Regions from separate parts of the Mus musculus genome. Here region 1 is linked to region 2. Evidence: chromatin contacts called from public HiCAR-type data. All regions are on one chromosome and are shown on one strand. Each heading gives the region's core, a stretch centred on a gene start, on an enhancer-like site or on the middle of the called end of the contact. The rest is flanking DNA. Distances are from core to core; before and after follow the strand shown. Region 1 holds the start of Tlr12 (toll-like receptor 12). Region 2 holds the start of Ago3 (argonaute RISC catalytic subunit 3).

Evidence for each region. HiCAR-type assays count read pairs that join an accessible place to other places.
Region 1: a HiCAR-type map of astrocytes shows a contact between it and region 2, with 2.6 times the contacts expected there. The contact joins the promoter of Tlr12 here to the promoter of Ago3 in region 2. A contact is called at or near these places in 1 of 39 promoter capture datasets (liver) and 1 of 115 datasets of contacts at active chromatin or transcription factors (astrocytes).

The regions. Positions count from the first base shown.
Region 1 is chr4:128,616,972-128,619,993 of GRCm38.p6, forward strand. Tlr12 (toll-like receptor 12) reads right to left here and starts at 1,648. Exons shown (of 1, transcript NM_205823.2): 1 at 1-1,648. The coding sequence starts at 1,484.
Region 2 is chr4:126,428,153-126,430,964 of GRCm38.p6, forward strand. It overlaps Ago3 (argonaute RISC catalytic subunit 3), which reads right to left and starts at 1,390. Exons shown (of 19, transcript NM_153402.2): 1 at 1,116-1,390. The coding sequence starts at 1,134.

The DNA of each region.
Region 1 (3,022 bases), core at 398-2,897, 2.2 Mb after region 2:
CCGCCGCTTATAGTCAAGGTCTCCAAGGAAGGAAAGATCGCTGGGGACAGCGTCCAGTGCTCCGTCGTGCCTGAGGCTATATGAAGCTCTAAGCTGGTCAGATACATGGGCAGGAACAATACTGCCGGAGCAGGGAGAGCGGGAAGCTTCAGGCTCAAGGTATGCAGATTCTTTGCTCCCCAGAAGCCAGGCTCTGGGCTCATCCGTATTTGGGTATCTAGCAAGCTAAGGGTGGTCAATGCAGGCAGAGCCGCCAACCAGTTCTTACCCAGGTGAAGCAGGGGGTTTCCATCCAGCTTCAAGGTCTCTAGTTGCTGGAGCTCCTGGAATAGGTATCCCTCCAGGGAAAGCAGCTGGTTGTACCGAAGCAGCAGCTCTCGCAAGTGGGGTAAGCAGGAGAAGGCGGCTGGAGGCAGGATGCGCAACCTGTTGCCTGACAGATCCAGAGTCGTGAGTCCTGACACATCTCCCGTCTCATTCATGCACAGCACGGCGCTCTGCAGTTGGTTTCCGGACAGCTCCAGTCGCTGAAGCCTAGGCATGGCAGTCAGGAAGCCTGGTGGAAGCTTGGTTAGGCCAGTGCTTGAAAGACCCAAGGTCTTCAGGCTGTGGCAGGAAGCCAGAGCCTCCTGAGATATAGATCCTATCTTGCTTTCTTTCACAATCAAGCCCTGCAGCTCAAAGTGGGCAACAGCCTCAGCAGCCAGCTCGGCCGTGGCAGTCTGTGCATACAAGACATCGAGTTTCTGAAGTCCCAGGCCCTTCAGCCACACGGCATCCAGTGGTGTTCTTGTCAGGTCCAGAATCTCCACCTGGAGACCCTGGAGGGACCCAGGACTAGCCATCTTCAGCTTCCAGTTGGATGACAGATCCAACTTCTGCAGGGTCCACGAAACCCTGGAGGAGGAACCTTGCACCAGATCTGGGAACATACCAGCCAGCTCTCCCACGTCCTGAATGCAACTGAGCGTGACACCCAGCCATTGCAGACCGGGAGGCAGGCGGATGCCTGCCTTCTTATCCAGGCAAGGGCCAGAGATATGGAGTCTCTGGAGGGAAATCAGGTCACTGAAGGCATCAGGAGGTAGAAAGAGAGATCTCCTAAGAGGAGAGTCAAAAAAAGAGAGGCTCTGCAACTGTCCCAGACCCCGGAGAGCTCCTGGCAGAAGTTGGGTAAGGTGCAGACTCAGTGCCAGGACCTTGAGACCAGGAAAAGCAGAGAAAGCATCTGGAAGCAGAGTAGACACAGTACCACCGAGGCAGAGCCCCTCCACAGTCCGAGGTACAACTTCCAAGGTCTGTGTCAGGTTGCTCACGGAGAGGCATGCAGCAAGAAAGGATAGCTTGGAATGGCGGCAGAATGTGAAATAGCGGGAGACCAGGGGCAGTCGGGAGCCTTCGGTCACCAGGCAGTTGGAAGTGCTCCACCCAGTTACCAGAGGCAGGGAAAGGAGGAGACCTGGCAGCAGCCAGTACCTGCCCATCTCTACACCAGAGGAATCAGAGCTGAGAGGACTTTAGACTCCTATGCCTCCGGGTTACCAATACTCTCATCCACCTCAGAGTACCTGCAAGGTCCGGGAGCACCGTCAAAGGGCCACTGTGGAAGCCGGGAAGTGAGGAGGCCGACTTGGAGATACTTAGCACTGAGGCTTCGAGGGAGGGGAAATGACACCAGGGCAACGTAGGGGGATGGGGGGGTCTCACTTCCTGTTAGGAGAAAGCAAACAGAGTTTCTTTTCTTGTTGTTGCTTTCTTTTTTATGTGCAGCCCAGGCTGTCCCACGAGCTCAGTTTGTTAAGACTCCTTTTGAACTTCTGATTCTCTTACTTCCACCCCCAGGGCTGGGATGATGGCTGCGCACCACTAGAACAGTCTGCAGTGTGGTTAGACCCCTGGCTTCTGTGCCTGCTACATCCTCACCCCCAACCCCCCTCCACACACACACACACACACACACACACACACACACACACACACACACACACACACACACAAGTAGAGTCTGGTCTGGCTTTGCACAGTCCTCAAGTAAAACACCTCTTCTCTTCTGAGCCTGTGTTCTCTTCTGTCCAAGTAGACTAACTCCCGTTTGCTTGATTGCTCTGTAGGATTGCTGCAAACACAGATTTAGATCAGCTGGGGTTTTCTCCTTGTTAGTTTCATTATGACTTCCTTTCTTTACTGACCCCCCTGGAGTTCTTGGGTTAAACACAAATGGGGATGTTTTATAAGCAAAATAATATATCAACACGATGTTGTCATGGCATTTGACCTGAGAAGACTGGATGTAGGGAGGGCTCCAGCCCTGCTCTCAGACACTGGGGCAAGAAAAGAAAGGCCTTTACCTTGACCTGAACTGCCAGGACAGGGCTGGGACCTAAGTGGGAAGAGAAAGAGAAAGAAAGGAGCTTTGTGGTCACCTCAAACTATGAAGCAAAGCACTGGACACAGATCAACATCTGTTCATGATTTGAAAAACTAACAGACTCAGAGAGAAGAAAATCCTGTTAACATCAAATGACATAGCTTGCCAAGACCTATAAAAGAGTATCGTTCTCAGCACCTCTGACTTACAGCCGGGAAGGAGACAACTGCATTTCTGCTGAGTGTTAGAATGGAGGCGGGAGAATGGCCAAACTGACAGGAACGGCAAAATTAAAGGTACTAAAGGAGAAACACAACGGCCACAAGGGCAGGACGCTGGGATGCCTGCATGGGAAACCCAAGAATTTCTAAAAAGAAAAGTCAAAAAACAAAAGGATAGTTAGCAAAGATGGTTAGGTCAGGTTTCTTAAAATTTTTCTAATATGCCTGTATGTTAGTCAGTGTTAATATACAGAACAAACATGTTCGAATTAAGATGTTCCTACGAAGCCGGGCTTGGTGGCACACGCCTTTAATCCCAGCACTCGGGAGGCAGAAGCAGGTGGATTTCTGAGCTCGAGGCCAGCCTGGTCTACAAAGTGAGTTCCAGGACAGCCAGGGCTACACAAAGAAATCCTGTCTCGAAAAAACAAAA
Region 2 (2,812 bases), core at 140-2,639:
ATATGAGAAAAAAAATGGAACATAGAAAGGGAAAAAATGGTAGACACTGAGTAGAAAGAAATTCCACATAATAAAGGAAATGCCTTTTTGTATCCCTTCGACAATTATGCCCTGAACTGATTTGAAGGCCTTCTATGTTGCTAGTTTTAGTTTTGGGTTTTTTTTTTTCTCTTATATTTGGGGACCTTTCAAATTGGCAAGATGAGATATGAAATTCAGTGACTTGCTAGGACATAATAACAAGGCAATCCCCCAAATATATGAAAACAATATATTACTGATCTTGTGGATGGAGAGAACTTTCAAACTGGAGAACAGGGTGACTGCTGGGCCAGCAGGCCGTTATGTAACACCTATTTCATGTTACTCTATCAACTACTTTAGAATCGCTGACTACTTTTTCCTTTTTAAAGACAAGCACTATCCAGGCCGGCTTCCTTTCTCAAGACCTCTTTTTTTTTTTTTTTTTTTTTTCCTCAAGAGACAAATCCTAAATTCCAGATTTCCTGTGCAGGGAATAGAAAATAGAGGGGAAATAGTGTCAGCATCCTGAAGCTCTGCCTTCTAGTAAGCAGTGGTCCAGAGCGACAGGACATCTCCGAGCTCCTCAGAAACTACACACTCAGACACTGAGAACCAGGGGTGGGAGCAATGCCATCTTGCATCTGACGTCGCCCGAGCACCAATTAGAAACGTAATCATTGATTATCTCAGAGTATCCTCAAACTACACTAATAGGTAGATAAGGGTTATGCCTGACTTGTTCTGCATCCATGGGACACACGACCCGGTTAAAGGACAAGCGCGCCCTTTATATTTCCAACAAGAATTCCAAAAGCAAGGGCAAACTTCTCTCCATTCTCAGGGGAAAGCACTCTAGGGGGATGTCATCACCTACAGAACTCCAAACTTAAGCCCTCCTTGTAGTTTCGCCAACTCAATGACCCCAAGAGTGTAGGTCCCTGGGCTGTGGAGAGGACACCCGCATCGGGCCTGAAAGCCCGCAACTCCCTCACTATGTGCGCTGACAGCACCTGAAGTGGAAGGAACAAGGATGCTCAGGGGACAACATCGGGGTAACGACCCCACCTGCCCTGTCCCGCAGCTCGCCTCACCTGCGGAGCCGATTTCCATTCATGGAGCTGGGGGGAGTGCTTCACGAGAGAAGGGTGCCACCACAGAGGCGAGGAGCGGACGCCCTCGGAAAGCTCCGGGCACAAGAGGCACAGTCGGGAGAGACAGACAGCCTGCAGCGAGGTAAGAGCGGCGACAGTCCTGAGTGAGGACGCTGGAACCAGGTCCGGAACTTGCGTCGCCCACAGATGCTGACGCGTGCAGCTTCCCGACCCGCCAGCCGCCCCGCCGCCGCAGCCGCTCGCTTTTCCCGGTCGCCCCCGGAAGCCCGCTCGCGTCACTTCCGCTCTCCGGATCCCGCCCCGCTCTCCCTCCGGGTCGGCAGCTCGCCTGGAGCCAGAGCCTTGCGGGAGCAACAAGGTCTGGGGATCTGTGGGCGGGTGAGCCGGTGCCTGGCTGGGGCGGAGCCGCGGATGGGCGGTCGCCCTGCACCCGCTGTGCCTGACGGCGACAATCCCGAGCGAGAGGCCAGCTTTCCCCGTGCCAGCCTCCCGGGTGAGGACCGCTGCTTGAGGCGACATCGCTGCCTGCCCGCGGAGCTTACCTGAGGTACATCCTACCTGAGAGTGGCGGGTGACCAGCCAAGGGCATCCTCCCTCCCAGCTCCGTCTGCCACACCCGCTTGGAGCACGTGCACTAGGCGGTGACCACAAGTTCAATATAGTTTTTAAACGGATGAACAAGAAACGGGATGTTCCATGTATACCAGATGGAATTACGTTTATGTTTAAACAGTCTCCCAATACGTTGAGGAACCTAAACGACCTTCCGGTGTTTAAACACCTGCTAAACCTTCTCTTCCTTGGGACTCGAGACTTTTACAGCTAAATTGGTCAGCCTCCAGTTTCCCCGATCCGATCCAGTCTGGTGCTTTTCTGCTGACTTGGAACCTTTGGGAGACTAGACCCAGCTCATTATCCGGCAAATAGTCCGTCTTTTAAAAATACTTGGCTTCGTGAAACCAGATACTTCATGCAAGCTTAGCAATGATTCAGTATTTTTCCCCGTGTCCCAATGAACCAGTAATGTTTTGACATATATTTCTTTTTTAAAAAAGAGAATTGAGAAAGATTTTATTTTCACGATCCCTTCCCTCCCCGTTTTGGGTTTTTGGATTAGTCACTTTATCTTTGGACTTTAGTTTCCTCATCAGAAAAACTGAAAGGAAAACAAAAAACAAAAACCTCCCAAATGTTAGTAACAAAAATATTTACAATAGTTACAATTTTGAGGTACTTAATAAATATGCTGACTACATAATAAACATTTAATACATGGAAGTGACTCCAAGCCACATCTAGCACACCAATTCTGCCTCTCTTCCTGTTGACTGAAAAGAAATACTCTTATCACTTTTAAAATATCACATCCTCAGATGAATGAGCACATCTTAAAAGTCATGTTCAAGCTCTGATTATATACAATCCATATTGACCTAAGCCATAAGAACTAAATCTCAGACTTGTGGAAGGACCTATCCTACCCCCAATCTCTTGATTCTGGAACTAGTTCTTTGAATGAATGCAAGCTCAACTAGCTTCCAGAAAAACATGGTGTGGTGACAAACAGCATGCTTTTATTTGTTTTCAAATGTGTGTGGTGGTGTCTGGTCTCTGCACTTCTGGTGTCTTGGAGGCAAGAAGAGGGTGGCAGATTCCTGAGAACTGTTCAAACAGTT